Regions from separate parts of the Hordeum vulgare genome. Here region 2 is linked to region 1. Evidence: chromatin contacts called from public Hi-C data. All regions are on one chromosome and are shown on one strand. Each heading gives the region's core, a stretch centred on a gene start, on an enhancer-like site or on the middle of the called end of the contact. The rest is flanking DNA. Distances are from core to core; before and after follow the strand shown. Region 1 holds the start of LOC123407598 (nuclear transport factor 2-like). Region 2 holds the start of LOC123410435 (protein NUCLEAR FUSION DEFECTIVE 4-like).

What was found. A called contact is a pair of places that touch in the nucleus more often than the background predicts.
Region 2: a Hi-C map of leaf shows a contact between it and region 1, with 5 times the contacts expected there. The contact joins the promoter of LOC123410435 here to the promoter of LOC123407598 in region 1. A contact is called at or near these places in 1 of 6 Hi-C or Micro-C datasets (leaf) and 1 of 1 datasets of contacts at active chromatin or transcription factors (embryo).

Annotation. Positions count from the first base shown.
Region 1 is chr7H:206,102,449-206,107,234 of MorexV3_pseudomolecules_assembly, forward strand. It overlaps LOC123407598 (nuclear transport factor 2-like), which reads right to left and starts at 2,981. Exons shown (of 2, transcript XM_045100762.1): 1 at 2,560-2,981; 2 at 241-561. The coding sequence starts at 2,856. The coding sequence ends at 490.
Region 2 is chr7H:206,730,975-206,735,896 of MorexV3_pseudomolecules_assembly, forward strand. It overlaps LOC123410435 (protein NUCLEAR FUSION DEFECTIVE 4-like), which reads left to right and starts at 2,207. Exons shown (of 3, transcript XM_045103379.1): 1 at 2,207-3,153; 2 at 4,208-4,922. The coding sequence starts at 2,818.

The DNA.
Region 1 (4,786 bases), core at 1,731-4,230:
TACACGTCCTAATTTACACGTTCCACTAAAAAACTAGGACATGTATAATTTAACAACGTATATATGAACGTATATATGAAGATATACTCGTTCAAATTTACACCATCCACTAGAGATGCTCTTAACCAGTCAACAAAGTGCTATACTGTGAGTTCTGAAAACAATCCAAATTCGTTGAGAGGGAAGAAACTCTTGGACATGCGAAAGTAAACTTAAATCGTCACAAAACAAACCCAGAGATGCCACGCATAACTAATACCAGGACGGTTTCCATCAACATTCCAAAGAAAGTGCTACCCAAGCAACGACAATACATGGAAAACACAAAACAAAAGATGATCTGGTGGATGCCTATCAAGTCTGGCCATTTTTTGCAATAAATTGCACAAGTTGGCAAACAAACAAAGTCTGCAGCATCATCATTCGATATTCATTGTTTCAACATAAATCCCTGATCAAGTTCTTTGCTGCCAGAGTGGCCGCCCTTCCTTAACCATAGTTCAGGCGGAACATGTCATTCTGCACGTAGAAGCTCCCTCCAGCTGGCAGCAAATGGAACATCTGCATACGGCAGTGGATCACGAGGTTAGAATGACTCCATATCCTTGTGTCAAGGACAACTGACAAAATTTCCCTTGAGATCAGAAAGACAAGGAACATAACATGTATTTCCATGCAACCTCTCAACCCATTAAAACACAGACCTGCTACCAGGATCCTAATAGGCAAATGTTCATGGACACGGTGAATTAAAAAGCTACACTCTGCTAAGGACCAGTAACAAATAACGTTGATCAAGGACCATCTAAGAGCCCCACTCTTCAATAAAAAAGGAAGCATAAGCGTGATAAAAGCATGAAAGTGTTGAACTGAGTGGCTAAGTGGTGTTGAACTGAGTGAATTAAAGAGCTACACTCTGCTAAGGACCAGTAACAAATAACGTTGATCAAGGACCATCTAAGAGCCCCACTCTTCAATAAAAAAGGAAGCATAAGCTTGATAAAAGCATGAAAGTGTTGAACTGAGTGGCTAAGTGGTGTTATGGATTACAAATTGTAATTACATGTGCATTAAAGCTAGATTTAGAAAACTATACATACTACACATAAAATGGCGGACTTGCAATTACAAGGGTAATTTCCTACAAATAGGGTTAGACAGTGGATGGCACACACAAGTTATAGGATATATCATCATCAGCGACCTACTTAAGATACAACTTCACACAGATAGCAGGTGAATTGTTTCATTAGCAAACCATAGGTTTATACTACCTCTGTCCCGATTTAATTAGACACCATTTGTATAGAAATTTGTGCTAGCTCAGCTCTCCCTCCGTGTCACTTAATTCGGGACAGAGGGAGTATTTGTTATTCTAAATGACTACCTAATTATGAATATAGCACACTATCGTCACATAAAAAGTGCATAGTGAAAGGAATTCTGAAAAAGAGCGCGATGACACTTCAACAGAAGCAGTGCTTTGGCTACACCAATCCAACATATGACTCTCGAACATACTACCTCATCCCTAGGAAAGTGATGCTCGCATTATTGGTATCACAGATTAATAAAATAAAATAGAAGCAACAGTACAGCAAATATCGTCCGGTTGCAACAGAGCAATGTGTATTATCTATTCACATCAAGAAACAACCACATCAGTATTTACTAAAATGGCAATCACTACATATGGCCAAAGCCAGCAACAAAGAGTCATAACTGAGCCCAAAAAAATTGAAGATAACACTTGGAAACACAACAGTGATAGATTTACAGAAAAATCCAACCATACTGCAAAGCATGGTCCCAGAGAATGAAATAATTTAGAGCAATCAGTAACAAAGAGCGATCAGCACCAAACTACAGGCCACTATATACTCAATAATGGTGAATTTTAGGACAGACTAAAATTCCAACATATCCTTATAGAGACTATACGCGCTGCAACTACCCCAAGAAAACAATAATACTACATCTACTTAACCTGTTACATAATCTTACATAACCTTCCCTTTAATTCTCTCCCTCCCTCCCTGATTTTCAAGGGTGTGGCCCCCCTCTCTTTCCTTCATCCAATTAGCAGTTGCCAAATCAATTGCATTACGTAAAGTGCACGTAACTTTACGTGGATGTAGCATTCCTGCCAAGAAAAAGTAAATCTGGAAACGTGCCTACGAAACAATGGAACTGCCAAAAGGAGATCCCAAGGGCGATGGGAATGACACAATTCCGGGATAAAGGTCTATAAATGTCCACACCCAGGTCCAAACAAATCTAGCATAGCCAAATTAATCAAGTACCATCAGTGATGAGAAAAGGATATAAATTAAGTTGACAGACCCCACCGATCATGATAACAAAGCATAGATCACAGAAACGAAATTGAGGGCCTTTACTTCTATGGAAGCCGTATGATTTGGGATTTTGGAACCAAACGAAGGATCGCAGTAGTGATCGCGGTAGTGAGTATCAGATCAGCACATACGAGAACCAAACAAGAGAAATATTGGATGAGGGGAAGGGCGAGAGGGGCCGAATCGTGTGGGTGCTGCAGACCTGTGAGAACTTGAGGGGGTGCTCGCCGGGGCCGGTGGTGATGGTGCCGGAGACGAAGACGAGGACGCCGCCCTGGGGCCCCGAGGGCTGGCAGTCGACGGTATCGATCTTGTGCTGGCACTGCTGGAAGGGGAGAGATCCGAGCTTGCCAGCGATGGCGGCGGGGCCGCCGAACTTCTCGCCCTCGAAGGTGAGCATGGAGCCGTCCTGGTACAGCCCCACCAGCGCGGCGCGGTTGGAGTCGAACGTCTGGTAGTAGTGCTGAACGAACGCCTTCGACACCGAATCGGGATCCATTGCCTCTCCCTCTGCGCGCCGCGCCTCGCCTCGCTTAGGGTTTGGAGCTCTGGATGCGGAGGCTTTGGGTGTTGGGAGCCGGAGTTTGGTAAGTGGGGGAGAGGGGTTCGTGAGGGGAATAATAATTGCTGGCGATTGGGATGGGGATGGCCGGGGTGGGGGCTGGGCGTGGGAAGGACGCTACGCCGTTGGGGCTGGCCCGTCGATGGGACAAATTCTTTTTCCAACCTAAAGTGTTATAAAATATAGGTCTGACCTCGGATTTAAAAATAATAATCAGATCTAACCTCTTTGGCTGATGTCAACATCCTGACGTTTGGATTGCACGGGAGACGTCACGGACCGTGGCGTTTGGGTTGGACCCGCTCCATCCTCCCCTGTTGCTGCCCTGTTGATGTGGCAAAGGGCCACACGCCAAGCACCCTCGCGCGTGGTCGTCAGGCCCAAACGCCACACACCCCGGCGTGTGGCCCAATTAAGTCAGCCAGCCGCACGGGCTCGCCCCACCCGGTGGATCTTTGTTCATCTCCAGCCAGAGCGCATCTGGCTCTCGCCACCTTTTCGCTCTCACACTTCACCTCTCCTATTCTACTCCCTCCTCCACCAAAGTGTGTGGATCCAAACCCCCCAATCATCCTTGAGGTAATCTTCCTCAATCTTTTTTTAAAAAGTTAGCATCTTATTTTCAGAGTATTTGTAAAGAACGGGTGATGTTAGATAAGTAGATTATTTCTTAGTTTTAGGGATTTCTTTGTAGTTGTTAGATTGTATAGATTTGTTCAATATGTCGGTATATTACTTTTGCCTTTGGGGCATTTTGTTGAATATGTTAGTATATGATGTGTTGTAGATTTTTTTTAATAATTTAGTGTTGATATGATGTGGGCATAATGGATTGATCTTAGGCAACCAAAATTGTCATTGATGTGCTTAATTCATTATTGTTGTTTTTAGATGGGGAGACTTGTTAATGTTCATTATATGGACAAGGAGGCATTTTTGACTAACAATGCCGATGGGGATGAGGAAGCCATTGTTTTTGTACAAACCCTAGCTATGATGAGCTTGTTGCAAAAGTGAGACATGTCTTAAAGTGGATGGACCTCAATGATTGTGTTAAGTTAATAGGAAGGTATGATGTTGGAGTTGGAGTCAAATCTCGCTTGAAAAATATGCCTATCACCTCTGACCTCATTGGAACGTGTACAAGGAACAAGTTAACAAATCAGATGACAAGTCAATTGAATTGTTTGCCACGAAGGTTGAACCACCTCGGGCTGAAATTGACTTGAACCGGCTTGTCTCTTCCCCAATGACCGAGAGGACAAGTGTGCCTTTTGTTGAGCAAAGGATTATGATTGATGCCTCCAATGCTTATAGTCAACCACCAACTAGCAAAGAAAGTGAGGTTGAATTGCATGCCCCTAATGCTTGTAGCCCACCGCCAACCAGCCAAGCAAATGAAGTTGATGTGATTGCTAGTGAGGAAGTAATTCAAAAGGATGTTGATGGTGATTTCGATGAGGTAGAGGAAGGGTTTCATGGTATTTATGTTGGTGACTTAGATGCGTACATAGCACAAAAGGAGATGAATCGTGAGTTACCTTTTAGGTGTCTATATGGGTATGACTCAGATGACGAAGGTCCTCGGAAAGAATTGGACGAGGATGGATTCACGAAGGAGGACAACCAAATTCACTTTGAGTTGACCGGCTTGGAAAAAAGAACTCATCTGTTTTGAGATCTTAGCCTTGCCCATAAAACCGTAGTTGATGGTGGCATGAGAAATACGGAGATTGAGCCAACACCTTGCCCTGATCCAGGCGAACCAGGGGATGAGGATGAGGACGAGAATGCTTATTTGAAGAAAGGAGTGAAGTTCCCAACTTTGGCTGCCATGAAGGTTTGGTTGTCCGACCATGCCATTCGG
Region 2 (4,922 bases), core at 957-3,456, 630 kb after region 1:
CTTTTGGCGTGGGGATGACTTGACCCTTCTCTGGAGCGCGATGAACAATGTTGGTCGACAGGTAACCGGCACGCTTCAGCTCCGAGATGTCATTGTTTGTGACACGCGAGGCATCCCACTTGCCTTTAGAGCCCGAGCAGTCCATGACCAAATTCGGGAAGAGGTTTAAAGATATTGGGGGCAGAATGAGCTTGGGAGCTTGGAGCTCAGAAGATTAGGGAAGGCAATGGTGAAGCGAGATCTAAAAGGTGTATGGAGGATGTGGTGGTAGTTTACCTTTTATAAACTGTCGTAATACCAAGAGCCCCTTTTGTGCACCGTGAACCTCACCACTTCTCGATATATCGTGCAGTTATGCGCGCATGGGATAGCCCAAATCATAAACTGTATCCCCTAAAAAGCGGGGCATGATCTTCATATTGATGGAACGTGCCAATGAAAAAGTTGCCTCCAACCGTGAATTGAGTTTTTGTAACTGGTTAGCGGTCATGACCGTCTGCGATCTTTCGCTAAAAAGTTATCACACAGAAGCATTGTTCACACTCGAACGATTGGCCTTTGAGGCTAAATAACACATATTGTTTGGAAACAGGGAAATCATTGGTGGGCGAACTAATACTGGCCAAACATAAATGGGGAGAGGAACTCGCCCCGCAAGCCGAAGACCTTGGACGCAAGAAGCTGCTAGGAATCAAGACTATGGCGTTGGTGGCCAGTTCAGGGGTCACTGAGGGAGTACAAGACTAAGGGGTCCTCGGGTCGCTGACCTATCTTCACAGGATGGACTCATGGGCTGCCCTATGATTATCATTGAAGGGCCAAACTATAAGACGACACCGTGTCCAGAAAGTAATTTTCCGAAGCCTTGGTGTATGCTCCAAGTCAAGATGATAATATCGACATGTTTCTTCCCGGATGTAACCGACATTGTGTAACCCTAGGTACCCCTAGTATTTATATAAACCAGAGGGTTTTAGTCTGTAAGGCAGATCGGGATTAAGATCAATACCGCACAGCCTAGCCAATCATAGGCACGACCCATCAAGCCAACCTCTTCGTAGTAAGCCGACTACCCGAGGACCCCTTAATTTCGAACTCCCTCACCCATCACCTCCATGTACTACAAGAGAACAACAAAGGCGTAGAAAGAGATCAACAAACGGCGCATACATCGGTGTCTACTTTGTTGTAGCCCACGTCATGGGGGCGGCGATGGCAGCCAAAACCCTAGCAAGATCGCATGTGCGATTAGCCAGCTATTTGTTACAAGTGACACTAACCTCTTACACATTTAAGCTTGGGCTGAAATAACGTGAATTGTAACATAAGGCTACTTGTATATGGTATTATATTTGCATAGTATCATCAATTAGTATGTACTTTCTTCGTTCCTAAATATAAGTCCTTTTAAAGATTTCATTAGAGGATTTACGGAGCAAAATGAGTGAATCTTCACTCTAAAGTATATTTATATGCATCCATATGCGGTCTTATAATGAAACCTCTAGAAAAACATATATTTAGGAACGGAGGGAGTAGACGATACCGTGCATAACATTTCTTATAATACAATATCTATCTGTGTTAACTCTTTTTTCTTAGTTGTTTGCCATATCAACGTGTTTGCTACTCCCTCCGTTTCTAAATATTTTTTTAAAGAACATACTAGGAATCATATATAGATGTATATTGACATAATTTAAAATGTAGATTCATCCATTTTGTTTTACATAAAATAAATAGTTCATAGTAAAAATTCTAAAAAAATTATATTTAAGAACGAAGGGAGTAGTCTCTGTGCTTGATACCTGCTAAAATACCGTCACTGTGGCCAGCGTAAACTCCATGCGCTGTCATCAGCAGTTGATCTTTTATCGAGATTTTTCCATTTTAATTAATGAAAGGGGCGTTTTCCGTAATGACTTCTCCTGAATGGCTGAATCGTGGAAAAGGAAGAAGGGGAAAGAATATGAGAAAGAAACAGGCGACGCCGGGCTAGAGCACGCTAGGCGACGTGCGGGCGCCGAATTATTTAGTCACGGGCAGGGACAGCGAAACAACCGTACGCCGCTTAAACCGCACAGAAACGACCATATCTCGGGCCCCATCCCGTCCCCTGCGTTGGAGTTTTCCGCCACCGCTGCCGGTGACGAAACACTCGTGGAATCCATATCCACACATTTTCGCCGGTCGCGAGGTGCGCCTTGTCCCGCGCCGCCGCCCACCCAATTCCCATCTACACCTCGCTCGCTCGCTCATCACTGTCTCCCCGATGCGCACCATCATCACCGTCACCTGCGACCAGCCTCGTGCCCATCCACCGCGCATCGGAGCGCACAGTGTCGTGTCAAAGTCCGGGCTTGTCGCCTTGCCTCCGTCCCCTCCCTCCTCTCACCATCTTCCACGCGGGCCCACTACCCACCGGCTGCCGTGCCGCCTCCCAGAGAAAAAACGAGCTCAAATCCGCTGTTTTCTTCTCTTCCTTTTTCCCGACTTGCTCTGCTTGTTCGGACCTGGCCATTTATGCGCGGACACACGTTTTTGTCAGCACTAATCAACGCCAGCGGGGCCGATCGTTGCTGATTCCGCATCCCGATCCACGGCTCCCTCAAGGGTCGTCCTCGTCACTTCGACTCCTCTCGCGGCCGGTTCATTGCTTGCCTCCAAGAAACCGTCGGCTTGGCCTCTCATTCCCCTCCCAAATCCGTCCTGTTAATAGGCCGAGCTCGGCTTCTTGCATTAGGCTCTCGGGGCTGCTGCTCGCTGCGGATTCCAGTGTTGATTCGGGTTGGAGCTTTGGGGCAGGTGCTGCAGGCAATGGCGGAGGTGCGGAGCCGGGTGCGGGGGTTCCTGCGGAACCGGTGGCTGGTGTTCGTGGCGGCGATGTGGATGCAGTCGGTCGCCGGGGTGGGGTACCTGTTCGGCAGCCTCTCGCCGGCGATCAAGTCCTCGCTGGGGTACAACCAGCGCCAGGTGGCCAGCCTCGGCGTCGCCAAGGATCTGGGCGACAGCGTCGGCTTCCTCGCCGGCACGCTCTGCGCCGTGCTGCCGCTCTGGGCCGCGCTCCTCATCGGCGCCGCGCAGAACCTCGTCGGATACGGCTGGGTCTGGCTCGCCGTCACACACCGCGTCCCCGTGCCACCGCTCTGGGCGGTAAGATCCGTTTCCTTGCCCTCCAATCATTTAGTCCTCCCATTTCTTTCTCCTTTCTGCAATTCCAATGCTTGCATGGCCGCATCAAACCTTGCTGTTCTTGGTACGAAAATTCGCTGTGACTTTTGTGCTAAAATGAAGCGTGCACGATGCTTTAATGGAAGAAACTCATGTTCTACTGTGCTTCGTATCATTAAGCTGTACCTCCGGACTTCATGTCTCCTTATGCCACTAGTGAACGGAGCACGCATACTAACTGCACGCCTGTCTCCAATGATGGAGAGTCGCTATTCGGTCGAGTTCCTTGTTTCGGAATACCGTTGCTGTTGGACTTCAATGCTTTCTTGTTCCTCCAAGATGTTGAAAGTTATGTTCAGAAATATTTGACAGATTTTTATTTGTTGGCTCAAAACAGTTAAAACTGTTTCTGCCGTGTGTACTAAGAATATTCTAACGCGCAGCATGTCGAATATGCTTCCGAGTCATCGGTGTGCACCTATATTATTCTTCCAAAGTGTTAGTGGTCGCTTTCTCGCTTCCCATGTGTCTTCAGTTAACTTTCATTATGTAATATCCTGAAAAGCACTGAGGTTGATATAGTTCATAGTATCAACTAACAATGTTCAACCTGAATTTTTCACTCTGTACTGCTATTATCAGCCTGTCTAATACAGCCGCAACAGAATGACCTAGAAATTCTAGTTAAACAAGTGAACTAACATCCCCATTGAGTTTCCAAGAGTAGGATTGTGAGTTAATAATTTGCTATGTGAAATCTCAAAGCAACAGAGGATGACTCCCGTCTTCAGTAAAATACTGAAAACACAGAATTAGTGTCATTGGCTGTCTGTGAAGGTGGAGACTTAATATTCATTTGTACTTCTAATTTTAAAAGCACTGAATTCCATGTCCTCATTTCTATTTGTGGCATTTGGGAACTTGGACCATTCCATAATTTCCGTATTATCTAATCTGACCTTTGTGTCAGAGTACATTCTTATTCCTTAAATTAGATTTGTTGGCTCTTGCACTAAAATTCCCCGTCTTTCCGCAGATGTGCATGCTAATTTTTGTTGGAAATAATGGTGAGACATACTTCAATACTGCTGCACTCGTCTCATGTGTTCAGAACTTTCCCAAGAACCGTGGGCCAATCGTTGGTATCCTCAAGGGATTTGCTGGTTTGAGTGGTGCAATCTTAACACAGGTTTATGCAATAATGCACTCGCCTGATGATGCTGCACTGATATTCATGGTTGCTGTTGGCCCAACAATGGTAGTCATCGCTTTAATGTTCATTGTTAGACCAGTTAATGGTCACAGACAAGTACGGCCGTCTGATGGTACAAGTTTCACGTTTGTATACAGCGTCTGTTTAGTCTTGGCCGCCTATCTGATGGGTGTGATGCTGCTGGAAGACCTTGTTGGCTTGAGCCACTCATTGACAATCCTGTGTACCATCATTCTAATGGTTCTTTTGCTAATCCCAATAGTCATCCCTGTAATGCTCAGTTTCTTCTCAAATGACGACGAGAGTGCCTATACAGCACTGTTAACATCACCTCGGAGAGAAGAAGCAAGTGGTTCAGTATCGTCTGAAGAGCAAGAAGTTATACTCAGCGAGGTGGAGGAGCAAAAGCCAAAAGAAATTGATCTACTTCCAGCCTCTGAGAGGCAAAAGAGGATTGCTGAATTGCAGGCTAAGCTATTCCAGGCAGCCGCTGTTGGCGCTGTCAGGGTTAAAAGGAGGAAAGGTCCACGACGAGGAG